Regions from separate parts of the Mus musculus genome. Here all the other regions are linked to region 3. A link is a contact called in public Hi-C data. All regions are on one chromosome and are shown on one strand. The core of a region is the stretch at or near the end of the contact, and the rest is flanking DNA. Distances in the headings are between cores, read along the strand shown. Region 1 holds the start of Grcc10 (gene rich cluster, C10 gene). Region 2 holds the start of Pex5 (peroxisomal biogenesis factor 5). Region 3 holds the start of Tulp3 (tubby-like protein 3).

Region 1 (2,700 bases), core at 65-2,564, 3.6 Mb after region 3:
TCATTTATTTTACAAGAGTCTTCATGCATACCAGAAGAGAATATCAAATCCCATTACAGATGGTTGTGAGCCACCAAGTGGTTGCTGGGAATTGAACTCAGGACACCTGGAAGAGCAGTCTGTGCTCTTAACCCCCTGAGCCATCTCTTTAACCTGACAAGGCTCTTCTTGATCTTGGATGCTCAGCTATACTTATGGGGTGCCCTGTCCTAGACCTTTAGATTGGGGAGTTCAGGCTCCTGAGGCCGTTCAGAGCAAGAATAGGCGCACAGCAAGCATAAGCAAATCTAAGACCTACTCAGCCCTTGGAAGTACATCACTGACATAATGTGCCACCAGAGTGCTCCAGAGACAGTTTCAGAGATCTGAATCCCTTCTCAGCATAGTTTATGATTTGAAACAGTTAAAGGTGTATAACATGGAGGCCAATAAGATTAGTATTTGTAAAAGATTTACTAATAGTTAGGTGTATGAGCTCATGTCTGCGCTTATGAATGCAAGGCCTCAAAAGAGACCAGAAGCTGTTGGGTCCCTGTAGCTTGGAGTTAGGGCAGTTAGGAATTGCCAAGCAGGGTGAGCCATCTTTGCAACCCCTCTATTTTTAATGAAGCAGGGCCATGGAGCCCAAGCTGGCCTTGAACTTCTCAGCTTTTGTGCTGGTATCACAGAAATGTGGCGCTATGCCCGGTCGGGCCTGATGTTCCAGAGTCTTTGCAGTGTGGGGAACTTGTAAGGATGAGACTACAAGACATCGGGCCACATCGCCTGCCACTACTTAAGTCCGATTCACTTCGGCTTTAGCTCCAAGCCTTTAATCTCGCGAAGCTCTTTTTTTTTTTTTAACAACATAGGAGCTGTGATTGGCTGTTTTCAGCCAATCAGCACTGACTCATTTGCATAGCCTTTACAAGCGGTCACAAACTCAAGAAACGAGCGGTTTTAATAGTCTTTTAGAATATTGTTTATCGAACCGAATAAGGAACTGTGCTTTGTGATTCACATATCAGTGGAGGGGTGTGGAAATGGCACCTTGATCTCACCCTCATCGAAAGTGGAGTTGATGTCCTTCCCTGGCTCGCTACAGACGCACTTCCGCAAGTGTTACAGCTCTTTTAGAATTTGTCTAGCAGGTTTTCTGACTTCGGTCGGAAAACCCCTCCCAATTTCACTGGTCTACAATGAAAGCAAAACAGTTCTCTTCCCCGCTCCCCGGTGTGTGAGAGGGGCTTTGATCCTTCTCTGGTTTCCTAGGAAACGCGTATGTGCTAGAGCCACGCTCTGAGACTTCCGCCTCGTGCGGTCCCGCTTCCTTTCTGCCTCCTCTGGCCTGCATCCGTGGGGGAGGTGGCTGGCTGCAGGGTTCTCCGGATCTCTTCTGTGTTCCCACTACTCAAGCACCGAGTGGCGTTCTATGGCGTCCGCCTCGGCTCAGCCCGCGGCCCTGAGCGCGGAGCAGGCCAAGGGTGAGGAAAGAGCCTAGTCTGGGTGTGGGCCGTCTTCTGGGGGGAGGGCGCGATACTATTCTTTGCCTCTCCAAGTGGGGCCCTTGCCCATTAGGGCGAAGGGTTGGGAGGACAAGCTTATCGGGTTGCTTGCAGGCCTCGGCCCACTAATTCCCTGCCTCTTCCCTCCTCTGGGCTCGCCCGCCGTCCTCCGCGGACCTCTCTGGGATGCTTCCGTCTCGCAGTGGTCCTGGCGGAGGTGATTCAAGCGTTCTCGGCCCCAGAGAATGCCGTGCGCATGGACGAGGCTAGAGACAATGCGTGCAACGATATGGGCAAGATGCTGCAATTTGTGCTGCCCGTAGCCACACAGATCCAACAAGAGGTTATTAAAGCCTATGGCTTCAGCTGCGACGGGGAAGGTGGGTCCCACAGGGCTTGGCAAAGGAATGGACTGGGGGTGGGACGCATGATGATGCCCCCCCCCCCCCCCGATCGATCTTTTTCTCGCCACAGGGCGGCAGTCACATCAAACATTGCCACTCACAGTTCAGGGACTAGACTTAAGCCCCGCCTGAAAAGTTATGGCTCTTGAAGCCAGGCATGGCCACAGTGGCCTTTCATCCCAGCATTTGAGAAGCAGAGGCAGGCAGGTCTCTGAGTTCAAGGCCAGCCTGGTATGTAGGGTGAGGAGTTCCAGGGTAGCCATGGCTATACAAAGAAAACCCTGTCTTGAAAAAACAAAAACCCACCAAACAAAAGTTCTGGCTCTAGAGTCCAAAGCCCTACATAGGCAAGTGTTTCTCCATGGCCCTCGAACTTCCCAGCTCTCCCCGAGTCAGGATCGCAGTAAGTTGCCCAGAATGGCCTTGAACCAGAGACCCACCTTTCTCAGCCTTTTGAGTAAGTGACAGGCTTGAGTCACTGGGCCCAGCTCTAACCTGAACTCTCTCGTGTACCTGAACTCTTTCTTGTCTGCCTTTTGGCTAATAGGTTTGGTGTGGCAGGTTGAGCCCTCTCTTCCCAAGGACAGTTGTTTATTAATTTTGTGTTTGTTTGTTTGTTTGTTTGTTTGTTAGCTAGCCAGGACTACCAGGGAGTCTCTTTCAAATCAGGCTGCTTGAGGCTAAGCTGCTGAACGTGGTTCACCCGAGACTGAAAACATAATGCTTTTTAATTTTTTGTTTGTTTGTTTGAGACAGGGTTTCTCTGTGTAGCCCTGGCTATCTTGGAACTCAATCTGTAGACCAGGCAGGCC
Region 2 (2,931 bases), core at 99-2,598, 3.9 Mb after region 3:
CTGGGAGATGCTCTCCCATTTCCCCATGACCAGAAATTCAAACCATCATATGCTTTCCTTAAACACTGCTTTCTCCAGAGATTCTCCTGTTTTAACATATTCATCTTCCAAGATGGCATCCTTTCCTCCTTGGTGTGGTTTAGTTTATTCGTTGCTAGGTGTTTTTTTCTTTACAATGGCAGCCTGGAAACAGTGGACAGGGATGAAATTTGTGGTCAAGGAGAATGGGTGTATGTGTGTGTGTTAGGGCCTCTGAAAGATACTGACAGTGTACTAAAGACAGAAACATTGCACAATATTCTGCCTTGTTCAACCACTGCAGTTATAAGGGCAATTTCTATTTTCCCAGGGACGAATTTACACTGCCTGTGTTCCCTGAGGAAGGCTACCTTTGAAATCATCAGGGCAGCAAAGAACCAAGCCTGCCCCAGGGCGCCACCTACAGACTACCTGCTTCTCCCGCACCCCGGGTTGGGACGTACGTCAGGCCTTTCTAGAACCAGTTTCCTCCTAGCCCACCTACCAGCACTCTGAACCCCTCCCCTTCTCAGGACGTCAAGGAGTCCGTCGGTCTTGGACCTAGGTGAGCTATCAAGGTTTGCTTTCCAGTGTGACCTTGAGGTCTGGCACCCGAGCCATTTCTCTGGCAGATGGTGGAGCCTGAGGCTTAGGTTCATATTCCCTGATCAAAGGTATTCCTTGCCACGTTTCCCCAACTTGGAGCTGCAGGGAATCAGGCCATCGTGACCTTGACCAGTAGGAAAGAGGAGAGAGGAGTGACTCACAGCACTCTCCCCATCCATTACAGGATTGAGGTCTCAAAATGCGTTGGACCCTATTTTAGTCACCAGAATTTGTCATCATCCGGAGCTATTTTCTTCATTACGCAGAGATGGTAGAGGCAGGCCCCTGTCTCCTTGGAGGCTGTGACGCTGTCCTGAAGGAGCGTCTGTTGGAAGGGGGGTCAGGCCTAGGAGGCCGAAGCAGGTCATAGATTTGACCTCCGAAATCTCCCGGGCTCAGTTTGGGCGATTTAGAGGTGCAGGAGAACCAGGAAAGAGAGCTGAACCGTGGAACCTGAAACCTTGGTTTTTCTCCAAAGCCAGAGAGGCCTCTTCTAGCTCCAGTCCTCTGAGTTTTCCACTAATAAATCCTGGCGTTCTAGGGACTACTGCAGGTTTCCCCAATCCAACTGTCCAGGACTGTCTCCTTTAAGGATCTCGGCTCCGCCCATCACGCTGCGCAAGCTTGAGGCCCCGCCCCTTTACCCGTTTCCGTTGAGCTGGGCCGCAGCGCCGCCGTCCCGGCCCCTTTAAGGCCGAGTCCCGCCCCCTTGCTCCCGCCCCCTCCCTTCCCCCAGCCCACTCCGGGTGCCTCGGCCGGTCGGACGGTGCGGCCCGCGACGGCGAGCATTGGAGCCTGGGGGCGCGGGGTCGAGGCCCGTAAGTCCCCGCCGCTGCGGTGGCCTCGTGGGACGGGGTCGAGGCTGGGGCGACGGGGCTGGGGGCGCGGGGCGCTGGGCGGGGACGGGCGCGGCCGGGGAGGGGGCTCAGGTGACACGAGCTGGGATCGGGACCCGCAGCTGGCGCCTGACCGGGGGTGTGGGTCCCGGTGTACGGTGGAAGGCGTCCCCGCTGTCCCTCGTCAGGTTAGAGTTCGGGTCTAGCCGTGTTTATGATGCGCTCCCCGTGCTCCCCAGGGGTCCAGGCCCTTTTGTAGAGCTGCTGTTGGCGGGTGGTGTCTGAGCTGCCGTCCGCTGGAGGGGAAGCCCGAGCCGAAAGCAGCGTTTCGAGTGGGAAGGCAGGACACAGCCTCCTCTTGGACTCCAGACACACCTCGGGGGGTGGCCCCGGGGGCCTGGCCCTTGTGGAGCCGTCGTGGGCCCATCTGCTCTAGATAGGGCCTGAGGCGTGCGTTGGGAAAGTCTGGCTTCCCGACCACAGTTCTAATCTTCTGTCCATCAGGGAAGCTGCTGGTCACCATGGCAATGCGGGAGCTGGTGGAGGGCGAATGTGGGGGTGCCAACCCGCTGATGAAGCTGGCCACCCATTTCACCCAGGACAAGGCCCTTCGGCAGGAGGGACTGAGGCCTGGCCCCTGGCCTCCGGGAGCCTCAGCAGCAGAGACCGTGAGTGTTCTAGGAGAGCCTATTTCTTCCACCTGACAGCTGCTTTCTCTGTGTTAAAGTAATAGCAGTCACCATTCAGTAACACTGGAGTGAGCCTTGTGCGGCTTTACACAGACAAGGACTACTATTTTATAGACAAAGAAGCTGAGGCTTTGTGAAGGCTCTTGACTTGCCTCAGGCCACCTAAGCAGTAGAGTTAGAGTTGGGTTGTAGCCTGCTATTGTCTCTTTCCTTCTTATCTTAGGTTTCCAAGCCTTTGGGAGTAGGAACTGAAGACGAGGTAAACAGAGCAAGTTTCTTTTCTGTCTTTTTTTTTTTTTGGGGGGGGGGGTTGTGGTGATTTTTTTTTTTTTTTAAATCAGTCCACTCATACTTCAGTCTTTGAACTCTCTTTACCAAATGAGATTGCCTGCCAATGTTTTCGTCTACTTTTTGGGGTATTTTTCTGGTTTCCAAATTTACAGATAGATTTTTTTTTTTCTTTATTTATCTCCAGTTTTCGTTTCTCTGTCCAACATCAGTGGGCCCTGCCTCTGGCTGAGGCCCTCTGATCCTAATGTTCATCCGACCATCTCTCTGTAATAGTTGGTGTCAGAATTCCTGCAGGACCAGAATGCAACTCTTGTATCCCGAGCCCCTCAGACCTTCAAGATGGATGACCTCCTGGCAGAGATGCAGGAGATTGAACAGTCAAACTTTCGCCAGGCTCCTCAGAGAGGTGGGTTCAGGGCCTGGTAAGACGGGAAGAGGCCAGAGGGCTTCCATCCTTGGGTTTTGCTGGCATCGGGGGACTGAGATGCTGA
Region 3 (2,700 bases), core at 3-2,502:
GAAATATGACGCTATCACATGTGGTGGAGAAATGGATTCCTATCAGTAACTTATCCTATGTGTACATAAAGTGGAAGCTCACACTCTAGTGTGGGTAGTGTGGATGTGCCTGTCTCAGTGGTCCTCTTACTCATTCAAATAGCATCTCTTTCAACCCTACTCATTTAGCACTAGCCCTTTCTAGACCAAGCAGAGCTTATGAGTGAAGATTTGTAGCACACACACACACACACACACAAAGGAGCAATCCAGAGTCCCACAGGGAGAGGGGCTAAGTGAGTGCAATGCTTTCCTAGCCTATGTGTGCAGGTATCATATTCCCTAGTTTTCAAAAATTAATTTCTGGGACCTGGAGAGGTGGCTCAGCAGTTATGAGCCCTGGATGCCCGGAGGCGCGAGTTCTATTCCCAGCACCCACATGGTGACTCACAACCATCTGTAACTCCAGTTCCGGGGTATCTGACAGCCTTGGGCACCAGGGATGCATATGATATGCAGACATACACATAGGTGAAACATACACATAATAGCCTAGGGCACGATGGCACATGCCTTTAATTCTAGCACTAGGGTGACAGAGGCAGTAGGATCTCAGAGTTCCAGACCAACCGAGGATAGTATAGTGAAATCCTGTCTCAAAATAAATACATTATTTTTTAAGTGAATTTTTGGATTCAACATCAGTGTGACTTTGGCCTTACTAATTAAGTTTATATGCTATAGTTCTGGTCATAAAGTCCTATAGGGACCAAAGCCACAAAGGCATTGATGGCTGGAGGCATGATTTACTGCAGAGAGGACAGCTTAGCTGCTACCCTCACTAAATAAGGACATTTGCTGAAGGTCCCCAGGTAGGGATCCCTCAGTCGGGCTTTGGGCAAAGGCTGGTTTGGGAGGCTGAAGGCCTCGGCTATCCCAGAGTCGGTGGTCAGATGCTGAGGCTTCAGGTGATAAAGAGTAGAAAACCCAAGGCAGCAGCCTGGATGTTCTCGGTGCCACAGAGGGGTGCTGGGGATCGCTCTGTGGGGGCCAGTCCCGGAGCGGTGGAATGGAGCAGCAGACTCTTCCGACCCAACCCCGGGGGGCTGCTCCCGGATCTAGCGCACGCGCCTTCGCCTCCCGGTGCCTCCCGCCCCCTGGAAACCCTCCAGCATCATGGCTAACGCCATTTGCCAGTGAGAGGGGAGCGTAGGGCACTGGACCAATGGGCGTCGGCGACAGTGCGGGGTGTGGTTGTCAGGGGCGGGGCCCGATCTCCTCCATCCTCTCCAGCCGGGCGGCGGCGTCTCGGGGTCTGGACGCTGATGCCACCGGTCGGGCGGGTATGGAGGCGGCGCGCTGCGCACCCGGACCCCGCGGGGACAGGTCAGGCGGCGGTGGGGCGGGCTGGGGTCTCCAGGGTGGGCGGGCAAGAGCGGAGGCCAAGATCGGGTCCCCAGCTGAGCAGGCGCTTTGCACACCCCGCGTCGCCAGAGCGCTCTCGCGTCTCTTTCCTGGAATTTACCCCGAACCTGCTCACCCTACTCCCCAAGGGCCTCCGATTCCCTCATTTGCAATGCGCTGTGCATCCCGTGCCGCCAGCACTCTTGAGCCGCTCCCCTGGAGTTTACCCTGGACCAGCTCGCCCTGCTCCCCTGGGGTCTCGATTCCCTTACTTGCAATGCGTTCGCCCTCCCCCATGTCTTTCACGAGTAGGATCAGAACTGAGCTGGAAGGAGGGCACTCTTGGGAGTCGACGCGGAAGGTCGCGAGTGATGGTTAATTGGTTCCAAGGCCGTTGCATTTGGCAGTCATTGCGGAATTCTGGAACGAGTCCGAGAGCTGAAAATGCAAAACTGTTCTTTTCTTCTTTCTTCCTTCCCCTGAGTTCTAGCAGTTCTTTCAATCAGGACTTAGTTTAGACTGATCCGTACTCTTGCTCGTGCCCCTGGCTTTTCTACCAATACCCCTCTTTTTGCCTGGTTCACATGGTGAGCTTGGAAAGACAAACGGGCTGCAATCTCAGCCTGTTCATTTCTTGTCAGCTAGGCTAACGAAAAGTTAATGGGGGGCCGTGTGAAATCACTGGCTCAAAACTTTGGCATGGTGTGAGGATTAAAATCAAACACGCCAACTACATTCTTCCTTTACCATTCCATTACCACAGCGATAAAGGCTTGGCGTGTTAGGATTTGGTCTGACGTTTAAACTGGTTTTTAACTGATCCGAAACCATATTTTACAAAGTTATAAAGACGGAATAGCGACCCCCCCACCCCCCGTGGGTCCCATCCAGACTAGGCTTCCCTGAAACTTAATAATAAGTTAATAAGGAGGACTTTGAACATTTGCCCCCTACCTCTGCCTCCCAAGGCGTCACCTGTTTTAATCTTTCATCAACTAAATTCTATAAACATGATAGCTGCTCTCTGAAATTTGTTTACAACTTCTCCATTTTGGGAACCGAAGATCCATTTACAAGGGTAAGGTCGGGGTAGGAAAGTTAGAATTCAGCGTGTATCCGGTTGAAATCAAATGATATCGCGTTCAGTTGAGGGATTTAGTTGTTAACGAAATGATTTTTAGAGAAGTAAATTTCTTAGGGATGTGATTTTATTTTTATTTTATTTTTTGAGATAGGTCTTATGAAGCAAGACTGAAACTCGATATTCAAACCAGGTTAGCCTCAAACTCATACAGACCCATCTGACTCTGCCTTCCA

Evidence for each region. A called contact is a pair of places that touch in the nucleus more often than the background predicts.
Region 1: a Hi-C map of B cells shows a contact between it and region 3, with 6 read pairs. The contact joins the promoter of Grcc10 here to the promoter of Tulp3 in region 3.
Region 2: a contact with region 3 is called in a Hi-C map of CD8 T cells, with 6 times the contacts expected there. The contact joins the promoter of Pex5 here to the promoter of Tulp3 in region 3. A contact is called at or near these places in 1 of 39 promoter capture datasets (pre-B cells) and 1 of 484 Hi-C or Micro-C datasets (CD8 T cells).

What each region holds. Positions count from the first base shown.
Region 1 is chr6:124,739,683-124,742,382 of GRCm38.p6, reverse strand. Grcc10 (gene rich cluster, C10 gene) reads left to right here and starts at 1,314. Exons shown (of 3, transcript NM_013535.2): 1 at 1,314-1,463; 2 at 1,688-1,864. The coding sequence starts at 1,412. It overlaps Rnu7 (U7 small nuclear RNA), which reads left to right and starts at 1,097; the gene lies at 1,097-1,158.
Region 2 is chr6:124,413,484-124,416,414 of GRCm38.p6, reverse strand. Pex5 (peroxisomal biogenesis factor 5) reads left to right here and starts at 1,348. Exons shown (of 16, transcript NM_001277805.1): 1 at 1,348-1,442; 2 at 1,965-2,128; 3 at 2,373-2,408; 4 at 2,714-2,846. The coding sequence starts at 1,982. It overlaps D830015G05Rik (a long non-coding RNA gene), which reads right to left and starts at 1,343. Exons shown (of 4, transcript XR_378022.4): 1 at 524-1,343.
Region 3 is chr6:128,354,403-128,357,102 of GRCm38.p6, reverse strand. It overlaps Tulp3 (tubby-like protein 3), which reads left to right and starts at 1,252. Exons shown (of 11, transcript NM_011657.2): 1 at 1,252-1,365. The coding sequence starts at 1,325. Rhno1 (RAD9-HUS1-RAD1 interacting nuclear orphan 1) reads left to right here. Exons shown (of 3, transcript NM_001326585.1): 3 at 1-103.